2 separate regions of the Zea mays genome follow, and region 1 is linked to region 2. Evidence: chromatin contacts called from public Hi-C data. All regions are on one chromosome and are shown on one strand. The core of a region is the stretch at or near the end of the contact, and the rest is flanking DNA. Distances in the headings are between cores, read along the strand shown.

The links. Hi-C and Micro-C count contacts between places; a contact is called where the count stands out from the background.
Region 1: a Hi-C map of endosperm shows a contact between it and region 2, with 2.6 times the contacts expected there. The contact joins the promoter of LOC103629819 here to the promoter of LOC100281339 in region 2. A contact is called at or near these places in 2 of 25 Hi-C or Micro-C datasets (endosperm and leaf mesophyll).

The regions. Positions count from the first base shown.
Region 1 is chr6:115,172,028-115,174,727 of Zm-B73-REFERENCE-NAM-5.0, forward strand. LOC103629819 (K(+) efflux antiporter 4) reads left to right here and starts at 1,283. Exons shown (of 20, transcript XM_008650921.4): 1 at 1,283-1,859; 2 at 2,058-2,101. The coding sequence starts at 1,526.
Region 2 is chr6:114,597,264-114,599,963 of Zm-B73-REFERENCE-NAM-5.0, forward strand. LOC100281339 reads right to left here and starts at 1,357. Exons shown (of 4, transcript NM_001154257.1): 1 at 1,090-1,357; 2 at 275-981. The coding sequence starts at 1,135. LOC100279268 (RNA-binding (RRM/RBD/RNP motifs) family protein) reads right to left here. Exons shown (of 6, transcript NM_001152289.1): 6 at 2,413-2,700.

The DNA of each region.
Region 1 (2,700 bases), core at 33-2,532, 570 kb after region 2:
CGGCTGGGGGATGGTGCTCGGCTGAAGTGAGGCCGGCTCCAATCCATCGCAGCAGCTAGCCGTCCAAAGTGACTGGCGTCTTCGCTTTGCACCTGCACCCCGCCGCAGCGGGGCGGCGAGTGCTCCTGTATGAATCTAACGGTGCTTTGGCCCGCATCCCCTCCACCTCCACCTCCACCTCCACCTCCACATCCGTGGTGGATCCTAGTTAGTTCGGTCCTCTCCCTCCATGCCTCCCGACGAAAAAGCAGCGTGTGGTGGCAGTGACGACCACAGCGAAAAAAGCGGCAATTGAAGGCGATGGTGTAGCCTGGAGCTGGAGTGGGCGCTCATGCATGCAACCGCCGCCAAGTGCTGCTGCCGCAACCGCAATAGGGCAACGATGTGGTGTCGAGGCGGATACAGGATATAAAATTCAGTTACAGCGATTAGGCTTGTTTTATCTTATCTTTTAGAGTGCACCGTAAAGAACAAATAATATTAATTTAGAAAACGAAACTTAGAGAACGTTGCTGTAGACAGCCTTAATGTGAATCAGTATTTTGTGCAAACAAGTTTATAGGCTTAGGGAATTGGTTCGCCCTTTTCTTTACTTACTATAAGATGATGTTTGAATGCACTAGAGATAATGGTTAGTGGATAAAATTAGCTAGAGACATCCAAACACTCTAGCTAACAGTTCAAATATTAGCTATTTTTAGTAAATTTGCTACTAGTTAGCTAACTATTTATTAGCTAGCTAATTCTACTAGTATATTTTAGCTAAATAACTATTAGTTCTAATACATTCAAACACCCTCTAAATCACCAGTTTCAACGGTTATTCTACGTCATCACTTTTACATAAGGCCCTCACATTTCTTTGAAATCAACCCAAAATCCCACCGTCACTCATGTGTCACGCGCGGAGCGTATATCTATTTTTACTCTACGTCTCGTTTTACAACCGTATAAGATAAGTCTTATCTCATCACCATGAGTGTGCGCGAAAGCCCGTATATATGATTTTATTCCCACATCTCGTCTAATAAGATAAGTATTGTCTTTTGCATACGGAACCAATAATGTAACCACCATGAGCATTTATATTAACTCTCAACTTCTATCTATATATTATTCGTTTTTTATTTTTATGTAACCGTTATGTACTGATATTTTATTAAATATTTATGTGTCCTTGTAAACACGGGTATTGTATTTAGTGTACCTAATAAATTCGCTCGCCGTGGCCACAAAATCACGACAACAATAAAATACGTACACTTGGAGGCGAAGTCACCAACAAAACAAGCGTCTCCCTCCACCGGTCCACCCCCCCTCTGGCTCTCTGCTTCTGCACCTGCGTGTGCTAGCGCGAGCGCGTGCGTCCCTTCCCCGGCACGAGCGGCGCACACCGTCACATCCGCGCTCCGTTCGCCTTCCAGAAAATTTAAACCCCAGCGGAGCCGGCCACGGCCAGTCAGCCGCCACACGGTCTCCGACGCGCTGCCCGCTCGCCTGCCAAACCCCCACCCCCTCGGCGGCGATGCTGACACGTCGCCGTAGCAACCACCCGGGCTGCTCCTTCCCCCTCCCGTTCCTCGTCTGCGGCCTGCTCCTCGCTGCGGCCGTCGCATTTTCCCCAGCTGCGGCCGCCGAAGCAGCTGACGGCGGCGCTGGGCACGAGGGCCGCGCGGGGAAACCGGAGGTAGAGGCCGAGGCGGAGGCGCGCGGGGATGGGGTTGCCGTGGCGGAAGCCGGCGGCGAGGTGGTGGCTCAGGGCAATGCCACGGAGGCCAAGGAGGGCAGCCTTGCCGACATGATCGACCGCGCGCTGGAGAAGGAGTTCCCGGAGTCCGAGGGCGAGCAGGGCGGTGGAGGTGCGTGGATCTGGCCAACTCCAGGGATGCATCGTCCCGTTCGGGCGCGGGATCTGGTTCTGGGGCCGGTGGCGTGTGTCGGTGGCCGTGCTGTTTAGATCTCGGCCTCGGTGGTTGGAGCGTGTGGGGACGTTGAGAATGGAGGTCCTATGTCTGAACTTGGAGTTGCTTGTGCTAATCTGAGCTCTGGTTTTGCAGAGACCGACCCTGGCAGCTTCAACAACACGGTAGCTGAGAAGCAGGTGAGTTCATTGCGCCATTTTGTTTGTGTGCTGCCCCTTTGTTGGCAGGGTTCATGATTCTGTGATTCAACATTGGGTCTGCCACAACTAGGTTTTGGGTGATTTGCTTACCAATTCCATGTTGGAATTTGTGAATGAAGGGAAATTCGCTTTTGAACTGGCCTGTGCCTGATTCCTACACTTGCGAATCTGCTAGTATGTAGTTATGTTGCCTTGACCCAGATTGTATTTAGGTCCTGTTTGTTTACCCTCTAGATTATATAATCCAGCTTAAATAAGTTGAGAGTTAAACAAACAACACAGGTGGATTATGTAATCTAGATACCTAGATTATAATAATCCATAAGCAGGTCAATAGATGCTTATATAGTCCATAAGCTGAATTATATAATCCTAGCATTCAACGACCCATCCATATGTCATCATAGTATAGCTATTGGGCCAATGGGCCCTTTGACTTTATATGGTCATTTTGCTTTATGTTATTTGTTCGGCATTTTCCTAGTGCTGATGAGGGAAACCAATGTCTTGGCTGTTGTTTATTTTGTGCTATGCCTGGCAATAATAAGTATGACTATATGTTTGTCGTGCACAATTGC
Region 2 (2,700 bases), core at 107-2,606:
ACAAGCCCTAATGCTTACGCTACAATTTCTCCTTTTTAAAAAAAATAGCGGCTCTAGCTGGTCATACATGTTTCCACTCTAGGTTATCATGGGCCAAAATTTTAAACTGACCACAACTCCAACATGCATGCCACATTATATTGTCACTCTCTAGTAACAATTCCTCATGAAGTTGGGCATTGAGCAAGTACCATCATTTCATCATGCAATTGAAATATGTATTTTTGTTGTGTGTTTTGAGAACAGAGTACATTTTGTTAGAAACGCACAGTACCTGGGAGACGACCACATGACGAGCTTGGGACGGCTCCTCATCATGCCCATCGTGACAGTCATCACATGGGCCGTGCCCGTGGGCGTGGCTATGCCTATGTGCTGCGGCATGCGCGTGCATCCCCACGATGTGCATGGGGTCCTTGTGGCCTCCCCCGTCTCTCCCAATGCTGCTGCCAGTGCTCGCCACGAGCGCGCCGTCCTGTAGCAGCGCAACGATCACGTCGTGGCCGCTCGCATTGGCACTGGCACTGGCATTGCCAACGACGACGGCGGCTTCCTCCGCATCGGCGTGGTGCTTCTTGCGCTCGTACATATGCGTGCCGACGAAGTCGAAGACGAGCGTCCCGAGCGCCGCGAGCATGGCGACGAACCCTGGGAACGGGAAGCGGCGCCACGGCGCGGCGGGGAGACAAGGGTCCGTGAGCGCCTCGTCCGCGTCGTGCAGCATGTGGACGAAGCCCGTGGCCAGGATCACCCCGGCCGCGAACGCCTTTACGAGCACGAACGCCCCACCGGTGGAGGAGGAGGAGGAGGCTCCATGCCCGTGGCAGCGGCGGCCGACGAGCGGGATCGCGACGCCGGTCGCGCCTGCGACGAGTATGGCCACGACGAACACCATCTTAAGCCTCAGCGCCGCCGCCTCGTCGCGGCACTCCACCTCATCGGCGCCGCTAGACGGGTCGCAGCTCGCCGTGGAGACCGACGCTGCTACCACCGAGGCACCGAGAGAGCAGAGAGATACATGCACGCAACGCATGTCGCGTCAAAATCACACAACGACCACGAGAGGAATCAATTTGTTGACCTACTTACCTGCCATCTGCTGCAGGTACGTGCGGATGTACGACGATTCCATCATCTCCTACGATTCATAGCAACGCAACAACTGAATTATCAAAAAAAACTGCGATTCCGCCTCGCAATTCAGCGGCGTAAATGGAGGGGAAACTAACGACAACGGAGGAATTAACACGACCCAAATTTGGAAGGGAAAGGAATAATAGCAGCGAGAAGATAAGCAATGTGGCCCAGGAAAGCGCGACGGTGCAGAGCACACGCGGCGAAATTAGGGCCGCGCCACGAGGTTCGTAGGGGACGGACGAGATGGGAGGGAGAAGGTGGCGCGCACCTCGAGGAGCGGCATCGCCGCTGCAGAGAACGCTGCCGATGCGGAAACAGATATCCCTCTCTCGAGCAATCGATGGATTCTTACAATAACCAGCGGCCTCCATCAATCGTTTTTATACGCGCGAGAAGAGGCGTGATTCCTCACTCACCTCGGGACGTCGGCGAGGCTAGCGGGACCCGCCACACGACGAGAATGTTGTCATCCCACGCGGCCCGCCGTCCGATCGAATCATACGGCGGCGCAGATGTCAGCACGCGGAGTGGGCACGCTGCGGGGGCATGCTGAGTCTGTGGATGGCGGGGAGGGTCCCGACAACGAACAGGTCTCTGCAGACCGGGCGCGGCGAGTTGAGTGCTGAGGCGTGCGGCTCCAGGCATGGAGCAACGATGTCGACACCATGGCTTCGCCGGAAGAACGAGAGACAGTGCAGTAGACTGGTAGCGTTTGGACTTCGATCCTCCTGTCTGCGTGTCTCGGAATCTCTAGAAACAAATCTCCGCGTAGCCTTTCACCTAAATATAAAACTTGAATTCCATATAGTACATCTGAACCGAGTTTGAATTTCATAGTACATCCGAACCGATCAACAAACTCGAATTTCACTTTTAGTATATTCGAAGGTCAAGACATCGTCGGGGCTGTACCAGCTCTACACGCGGTCCGACAAATTGGAGACTGAAACTGGCAATCGCTATCATGACCGCATGACACTGCCCTTGCCAATCATCCTCTTATTGAACCGTGATAGATTGACCAGTGAAATCAGTTCATCAATACAGCTGCAGCAGCTGTTTGGACTGCAGCTGCAATCCAATCCATAGAGATAAAATACGCCACAGCCAGATTAAAGTCGCATAATGATACAACCACATATAGGTCCAGCTATCATAAAACTTGGAACACCAGTAATGAGACAACCACACATAGGCACATAGCTCCAGCTATCATAAAATGGATAGCAACAACACAGAATTTTGAAACGAGATAACACGCATTCAGATCAGAATGGAGACAAATAGAAACCCACACAATTCAATAGTATCAGTCCAATCCTTTGCTAAGCTTCTCTACATACATAAGCAGAGATGGCGAAGTCACTGGTCAGTGAGCGAATGTTTTACATCAAAATACATATGTTCCATGACACCATATTGTTACCACAAAGCTTGTAGTTTCAAGGGTCTTCTAAGGCTCATGCCTACGAGAATTTGAGCTGCACCTTCTACAGAAAGCTCAGGGGGTGGGGGTGGGATGAGGCAGTTCAGGGTTCAGCGACTACAGACTAGAATCTTTGT